Regions from separate parts of the Mus musculus genome. Here region 1 is linked to region 2. Evidence: chromatin contacts called from public promoter capture Hi-C data. All regions are on one chromosome and are shown on one strand. The core of a region is the stretch at or near the end of the contact, and the rest is flanking DNA. Distances in the headings are between cores, read along the strand shown.

The links. Promoter capture Hi-C pulls out the DNA fragments that hold promoters and counts their contacts.
Region 1: a promoter capture Hi-C map of hippocampal neurons shows a contact between it and region 2, with 2.3 times the contacts expected there. The contact joins the enhancer-like site here to the promoter of Adcy5 in region 2. A contact is called at or near these places in 5 of 39 promoter capture datasets (the C10 cell line, HPC-7-derived erythroid cells, embryonic stem cells and 2 more), 1 of 484 Hi-C or Micro-C datasets (uterus) and 4 of 115 datasets of contacts at active chromatin or transcription factors (embryonic stem cells and neural tube).

Annotation. Positions count from the first base shown.
Region 1 is chr16:35,611,911-35,616,364 of GRCm38.p6, reverse strand. The region is part of intron 1 of Sema5b (sema domain, seven thrombospondin repeats (type 1 and type 1-like), transmembrane domain (TM) and short cytoplasmic domain, (semaphorin) 5B); the gene reads right to left. Among named protein-coding and RNA genes, the nearest start is that of Sema5b, 73 kb to the right of the region's middle. Within about 2 kb of position 2,109, at least 60 of the 459 cell types and tissues checked have an H3K27ac peak or open chromatin away from gene starts, as enhancers often do. A contact at or near this core is called in hippocampal neurons, where this site is marked.
Region 2 is chr16:35,152,316-35,156,383 of GRCm38.p6, reverse strand. It overlaps Adcy5 (adenylate cyclase 5), which reads right to left and starts at 1,520. Exons shown (of 21, transcript NM_001012765.5): 1 at 1-1,520. The coding sequence starts at 285.

The DNA.
Region 1 (4,454 bases), core at 860-3,359, 460 kb before region 2:
TGGGGGTCACCACAACATGAGGAACTGCATTAAAGGGTCCCAGCTTTAGGGAGGTTCTGATCCAGAGCACTTAGGTGGTTGCCATGTTTCTACCTGGTGTTCTGCTGAGTGGGACCAAATACCTATGTGAAAGACGCTCTGTGCAAGACTTGTTGAATGACACAAATAGAATGCCTATCATCTTTAAGGAGACAGGAAATGTGTCCCCAAAGGGCAGAGATAGTGACCACGACCTGACAGCTTGATAGAGAAGAGGACATGGAAGCTGGTCTCCATCCTATCTCTTGGTTGAGTGTTACCTGCGTAGGATCTAGGAGAAGGGTGCTCTAGGAGTGATGGAACAGAGGTACCGCACCATCTGACTCCTTCTATTTCGGGAAACTCCGAGCCAGGAAGAAAACGTTTCCCCAGATCTCAACCAGTGTCTCTCTTGCCTTTGCCCACACCATTGCTCCCGTTTCCTGTGAGTCTTCTCTCTGGGGTCACTCTGATGGTGCCTGGAGGTGAGTAACTAGAGTCCTGAGGGTATGAGAAAGAAAGCACACCCATGCAAGCAAGCATCTGCTTCCCCGAACATGGGCAGTGCCTGTGTGCTTGGCACAAACTGTCAAATGACAATAGGTAACAGTCGAGGAATGGACTCTCACAGAGACAGTGGAGATCAAGGGAAGGGCAGAGAGCTATGGCCAAAGCCATCGGAAGCTCACTTAGATGGACCTCTATCCTTAGCACAGGATGGCGGAGCGGGGAGAAAAGAACAGAGTGGGCATGTCCACTAAGACCCCACAGAACCCAGACTGGCCTCCCAGTAGGTATTTTCTGCCTTTCCCAGCTTGCCAGCTACCCAGATGATCTGAGAAGTATCAATTCATTCCTGACCTCATTGGGAATGAGGAGAAAACTGAGTTCTTACCATCTTCTACCACTTACTCAGGAGGTCGGGGCATGGGTAGACTGTGAGCACACACAGCAGAGTCTAAAGATGTCTGGGAGGAACAAGACACCATGGGAGACCGGCATTAAGGGATGCTGCGTACCCTACATGGAAGGGTACAAGGTAGTGCTCCCCAGTCACCAGGAGCCAAGAAGACACGGTGGGGACAGCACAGGCAAAGACATGCTTCTAGACATCCTCAGATAAGCCATGGAGGCTGGAGACACAGACATCCTCTAGTGTCTGCTGATGAGGAGGGCTTCCTAGAGCAAGCAGAGGCATCTTTTCTTTGAAAGGGGGGTGGGGGTGGGGCTAAAATCAAAGAGAAAGAAACAATTTCCCAACCCAAAAGATAATAAAATAAAAAGCTTGAGTAAAAATGGCATGGACCATGCTCCTGACTTGCAAGATTTCATGGCAACTTTGTATATAAGAAAGCTGCGAGATGCCCACTGCTCAGCTGACTGGGAGAAAAGAGATTCTGGAAGCCGAGGAACCCACTCAAGGTCCCATGACTGTTAACACTAGGACTGGGATGTCCTGGTCATCGTCCCCCAAGGAGGCACAGTCCCAAGCCTGCAGCCACACTCTGCAGCCCTGGCTCCATGTGCTCTCAGCAGCCTGCGGAGTCTAATTTGGTTTCCTGAGTTGGCTTTTTTTTTTTTTTTCCCCAAGGAGAGCACTTTCTAGCTATAAATTATTAAGCTGATTTCTGCTACAAATCAGCCTCCTGCGAGTCTGGGCTGCAGGAGCCCGTTTATCCAGGTCTTGAGAGGCAGTGGGAGAACAAATGCCAGGGGTTCCAGATGGACAGGGTGGGGTGCGCATCCCCAGCCAGTGCTGACGGCCACCTGGATGCCTCCCCGAGCCAGGGCCCCGAGCCAGGGGCCAGGATGAGGGATCAGCTCAGGGGTATTTGCCCACCTCAGCTCCACTGACCAGGCCCTGCAGGGAAGGGAAGGGGCTCGGGCCTGAACTCCATATTCTCCCCTTCCTCTCTGCTGCCATTCAAAACCTCCACTTGGCTGCCTGCCTGAGGAAGGAGGAGAAAGGGGGCAGAGAATAAGAAGAAACCGGGGCGGGGGAGCAAGACCGGGAAGACTGGATCCAGGACTGTGGTTTGGCAGCAGGCGAAGGTGTGGGGTTGCCACTCATTCACACAGCCTGCCCAGGCTACCAAATGCCCAGCTGTGCCTCTCTGCAGACGCATCTGAGGCATCTTTCCACCCACACAGCCCGCTCAACACTTGGCGGGGTGCAGTTCAGCCAAACTCACACAAAGATAAGATTGAGATGCAGAGTCCATCCATTGCTCTGAATAGAACAGATTGGATACGGATTTTCCTCCTTTCTTCCCAATTGGACCCTTTGAGCCACTGGGGCCCAGAGGGAACATTGGCTCCGGATAGGGGAAGAACAGCTGCTGAGAGCTGGGAGGCCCCACAACACTGAAACAGGGGAGTGGCCGTGTAGGGGGCATCCCCTCCTCACCCTAAATCTCCCAAGAGCAAGCTCAGTTGCTGGCCTAAGCTTCCCCTCTGCATTCTGCAGCTTGGGGGAAGCCAGAAGGTAGTGTCTGCTTTTCTCTCACAGGGTCCTAGAAACCTCCAAGTTGTCTGTCTGTCCCATTAGAATGTAGAAGTCATCCTATCCACACCTTCAAACTGAGATTAACACACGGGCAAGACAAGCAAAGCTCTCACAGATTCTTGGCGTCCACGCTGTGCTTTGGCCCTGAAGACACTGAGCCCTTGGAGGGCATGCCCAGCTCAAGATTGGGTAGGGAGCTAGTGGCAGAACCAAGGAAATCTATCAACACCATAACAGTGTCATGCTCGCTGGGCGTGGTGGCGCACGCCTTTAATCCCAGCACTTGGGAGGCAGAGGCAGAGGCAGGCGGATTTCTGAGTTCGAGGCCAGTCTGGTCTACAAAGTGAGTTCCAGGACAGCCAGGACTACACAGAGAAACCCTGTCTCGAAAAGACCAAACCAAAAAACAAAACAAAACAAGCAGTGTCATGCTCTTGATGACCCGCCATTTAACCCACACCTTATCTCCCTGGACCAGGCAGATTATGTTTATTTCCATTGCATGGATAAGGAAACTGAGGCACAGATGAGTCATTTGAAAAACGTCATAGGAGATTCAAACCTAGGCAGCCAGGCGTTACAGCTGGACATTAGCACACAACATAGCACTCAAGACTTCGAATATGACAGAGTCATGGGAGCAGAGCCCAGGTCACTCCAGGATACCCTCTTCAACATGGTCTGAAGTGTCTCTACCCTCTGACCTCGGAACCTGGACTTGCTTGTCTGAATGAGTCAACTAAGGGTCACACCTGAAAACAGGAGCAGGCAGGGTCCACATCACTTGGGCAAACAAAGGAGAGAAAAACTTTGTTTTGAGACAGTCTCCCAGGTTATACTTTAACTTACTATGTAGCCAAGGAAGACCCAGTTTCCTCCTCTTCTTCCTCCCCCTCCTCCTCCCACCTTCCAACTTCTGGGATTGCAAGTATGTACCACCACAATGCAAGCTGCATCTTGAGGTAGCTCTGTGGGGAAAGCCACCGGTTGGGGGGGTGGGAGTGAGGAGGGTGGGGTGGATGAAGATGGATCAACTGTATAGAGAGAGCCTGTTGTCAGAGGTAGGTCGTGGGTCAGGGCACCTCGCAGGGCTGCAGTATGGCTTCATCAGGTGAGCAGTGTTTGGTTTGTGCCTTGTACGGGACAGTATCACAAATGGACATGGTTGGTGGTGCCATGGTGAGACAATGCAGAGTAGGGTTTATTTCCTGCCCCCTCCCCGATAGCCTGTAATATTTCATTGTTTTTGCAAGGAAAAGGAAAACAAAGGAGGCTTGCCTACTTTAATTACTGGAATTAAATGCTAAGGACATTGCCAAACACACATCCCGCTTATCTTCTCATTAGAGCAGCCGCCTGTCCCCTCCCCATGGGCAAGCGCCCTCTGTGAAAACATTTTGCTATCAGATGTTCCCAGGCTGAAGAAAATGGAAACTGCATTTGAAAACATGCCCACAGCTCAAAAAAAAAAAAAAAAAAAAAAAAAAAAAAAAAAACAAAACAGATTCAAACCCAGCAAAAACCCTGGACTTTCTTTTCTGGATTCTCCAGCACAGATTCATCTGTTGAATGCAGGCCTTAGTTGGTAAGAACCCACTCGGGCTCCTGCTCCGTGGCCACAAAGCTGCTTCTGTCATTTAAAGAACTCCAGAGGATGGATGCTGGTGATAGCACACCAGTGTGGATGCCTCCCCACTGGACCCTTAGCTGCGGTTGAGAAGAGTTGGTGGGGGATGTAAGGGGCATTGTCAGTTCTTCTAAGTCAGTGGTTCTCAACCTTCCTAATGTTGCAACCCTTTAACACAGTTTCACATGTTGTAGGGACCACCAACTAAAAATTATTTCATTGCTACTTCATAACTAATTATGCTACTGTTATGAAACACAATATATCAAGGCAGGATATCTGATATGGAATCCTGCTGTTCTA
Region 2 (4,068 bases), core at 271-2,770:
GCCGAAGCCCCCAGCCAGAGGGTCATCACCGCTTAGTGGAGGGTCTTCGTCGTCATCGCCACCGCGCCAACGGCTGGCCAGGCGCTGCTGCTGTTGTGGGGTCACCGCTCCCCCAGATCTCTTGGTGGAGCCGCGGGTTGATCCCCCGGGGGCGTGGGGGTAGCCATTGGCGCGGGAATCGGCTTCTCCCCAAGCGGCGCGATGCTCCGGGCCTCCCCGGGGCGCTGGCGACGCCGCTGTCTGTGCAGCGTAGCCCGGGGGGCTCACGCTTTTGGAGCCGGACATCCCCCCCTCGGCCTCGTCGTCTTCTTCCTCTTCCCCCGGGGGCCGGGCCGGGGGTCTCCAAGGAGAGGGCGGACAGCCAAGCAGGGGGACCAGGCTAGGGTCACACGTCGAGGGAGGCCCGGGGCCCTGCGCAGCAGCGGGACATCGTGGCACCCCCGTCCTGAGCGGTGGAGGACAACGGGAAGGCTAGCGGGGAGACAGCGCAGCCCCGAGGTGAGAAGTAGCTACGAATTAGAGTCCAGAGTCCCAGGTCCGAGACGGAGTTGGCTCCGAGCGGTGGCAGTGGGGACAGCTCTGACTGCTGCGCCGGACGCAGAGATGTCCGGACTCCTGGCTCGCGTCGAGCTCAGGCTGGGAGTTGAGGAGCAGGCGGGACGGAGAGGTGTCCTTGCGGGCGGCGCCTCTCCGAAGCTGGCAGTTCCCGGGCGCGGCGCTCGTGGCTTTTGCCTAAGCCGAGAGCAGCGACTCTCCCAGCAAGGTGGCGGCGAGGGCGGCTCGGCAGGGGTCCCGGCACGGAGACGCAGCGGGTGCCCTTTGCTCGCAGCGCACTGGGAGCGACTGGGAGGTGCAGGCTCCTGCCAGCATTATTTTCTTACGAGGGGTGGGGAGGTGGGATGGGGGGTGGAGAGGACGGGGGAGGGGGCGGCGGGCGGAGCAAGAGCTCCGGAGCCCCGGGGAGGAGGGTCCTGGAGCCCGGGGGGGCCGTCGCCCGCATCCCCCACCTCCGGAGGCGCGAGTGGGAGCGTGGCCCCCGCGAAAGGCGAACAGAGCCTCCGGCGTGCCCGCGCAGGGGGCGGGGGCGAGGACCGGCTCCTGCGGTGCGGCCCTTCCCCTCTCGTCTCCTCCTGTCCCCCAGACCCAGCAGGCCGGCCCGTTCCGGCAGGTCCCGAGGGTTGAGTCGCTAGCTCCGCAAGCCCTGGGTTCCTCGTTGCCGGCGGCTGGCCCACCGTAGCCGAGCGCAGAACCACTACGCGGAGGGCGGAATCCGGCGCAGCGCCGCCGCCGTTCTGCCCCAACGCAGGCGGGCTTCTCCCGGGGACCACGGCATCCAGCGATGGAGGGCTGCGGCTCAACAGCAGCCGGCCGATAAGGGCCGGCCGAAGAGCCGCGGCGCCCCGGGGGCGCTCCCGAGGGGCCCGAGGGAGCCCGGCTCCGGGCGCGCCATGCACGCCTCGGGCCCTGCGCCGCTCCGGCCGCTCGCGCCGCTCCTCCCTTCTCGCCCGCTCGCCGCCGCCGCCGCCGGAGCGCCCTCCGCATCCCCTCCTCCCGCCGCCTCCCCGCCCCCCGCGCCGCTCGGGCCTCGGCTCACAGCGGCGTGCGGCCGCCTCCGCCCTCTGCCCTGCCGCCGCCCGCGTCCTGGCCCCGGCACCCCGCGAACATACTCAAGCCGGGCCCGGGAGCCGCAGGGACCCCCGCTCCCCTTCCTCACCTATATTTTCACTGCGCCCCTCCCTCCCTGGTGCCTGGAGCCGGGTCAACGGGCGGATCCCTCGTCGGACCTGGGTAGCGGGCAATCCACCCCCGATCGGGTCCTGCGACCCCAGTCCTATCTCCCCTCTTTTTATTACCCTTTTCTCCCCCACCCCCATTCAGCCCAACTTCAGCTACGGTGCTGCTCCCCCCTTCTCTGGTCCGGCTCTATTGGCCGCTTCCAGAGCTGTCAGACTCGAGTCCGGCGCTCTTATTGGGCGATTCTGTGGCCCGGCGACGGTGCCAACGGAGGGCGCGCCGGGTGGGGGGCGCCCCGACCGCTACTGCCGCAGGGAACTGGAGACAGAGTCCCTAGAGAGGACGGAGGGACCCAGAGCCAGACCCGGAAATGAACTAGGGAGATGCAGAGACTGAGGATGTCTGGGGCACAGAAAGACAGCGATGGAAAAGATGGAGTTGCTAGCAGTGGGTGAGGCCGATGCAGCCAGGGTGGGGCGAGCAGGACCACTTTGGAGCATAGTTACTAAGAGGAAACACCACTGACAGCTGTGGGAACACCTGGCGTTTATAAGGAGCCCTTTGCCTGTTCATGTGTTTTAAATCCCATGTGGTTCTAGTAACAGCCATGGGCTCGGATGGGGGACAGGGCCTGTGTAGCTATTTCCTATTTGCAAATGTGGAAACTGAGGCTCTAAGAACTTAGCCAACTTGGAATACACCACACAGGTCTCCTAACCCACAATCCAAAGATCTTTTCTTCAGTGCTACGCTGGCTTCCACACCTACCCAGATGCTCCCACAGGCAAGCTAGTCTCCTTGCCAGTCAGGGAAGCAAAAATGACCCTTCTGGGAACTCCTGAATAAAGGCAAGGGTAGACAAGAGTAGACAGCTGAGTAGAAGATCTGGGTCTGTCTGCCTCTTCAGCTCCCTTGACCCCCTAAGCTGTCCTAACCGGAGTTCTGGCAGTTTTGCTTGGGGAGGGTGACTTGTATGCTGTCAGCCCCTTCATCCTTCTGCCGTCCTCCAAAGTTGACAAGAAGCCTAGAGGTCCACATCCTCCTCCACTGCTCATCTCCTTGGCAACTGAAGATAAACCTTGCCAGAGCTGCAAACCGGGAGGAGAGAAAAAAAGAATTCCAAGGGATCTGCGTAAACGGGATCTTGAGTAATCCTCCAGCCTTTGAGTAATCTATGGTTGGCTAAGTAGTAAAAGCAACACGAACCTAGCCAGCCAAACCCTATCGCGCTGGAAACTTGCAAAGCATTGTACCGGGCTGGATGCTACCAGGAAAAGACAGCAAACTGGGTCTGGAACTCGTGTAATCAGGGAGGGAGCAAAGCTGGCCAGCCCCTCTGGCTCAGCCACACTCACTAGGCAACAGGATTCCAAGAGCCTGTCAGTGTACGGCAAAAACCATTGTTTCCCTCTGTGAGTACCAAATCGATTCTGGGGGTGCAATCTAGGTCCAGCAGGGAAAGAAGATGGGCAATATTTGTTAAGCTTCTTGGTACTGTAGGGATATTCTATTGTCAGTGTCAAACACCAATAAGAGAACAGATTTAGTTGTGATCTTAATTGGTTTTTCTTTGTGATTTGGGAATCAAGCAACAGCTCGTTCTGGGTAATAGACTGAGTGATCTGATGAGCTACACAGAAGCGCTTCAGCTTTCTAGACAGAAAATGGCTGAAGAGGCAGAATCGGAACAAAGAGGGCATAGCTCATTTCAAAGAAGGTGAAACCGGAGTGGGACTTCCTTATCTTGTCAAGGCTGGCACGTTTGGGAAGTTCACACCTGCATAGTCTCTCTCTGTCCCCCTAGGGAAGGTCAGATGATTAACAATGTGGCCTGCTGGGACTTGAGTCTGGTGCAGGGTCTCAGTTTGAATCAGCCACCTCCTGTAAATTTTGCTCAACTGACTTAAGGAAAGGATTACTCCAGCATAAAGATGAACACATTTCCAGAATTCTGCCATTGTAGCAAAGATGTTTAAGAGACACTTGGGACATAGGCAACTGCATGCACAGAAGGCATGTAGACAGCGAGGTTACTGGGCAGCCTTGCATCCTTGAACCTGTTCTCACTCCTCCTCCTCCCTCCCTCTCTTCTCTCTGCCCCCCACCCCCCACCCCCCACCCCAATCCTCCAGTCCTGCTAATTGAACCTAGGACTTCTAACCTAGCAGTAGTCCCTACCCTGACATTATTTCGTTTGGTTTTTTTTTTTTTTCCACAACAAAAACTGTGTGCATCATAATAATGTTAATGGTTTTCATGTCAATAAACAGTTTATTTACAATACTCAGTTTAAACACATTCTCACTATGTAAACCGGACTGGCCTTGAACTTGT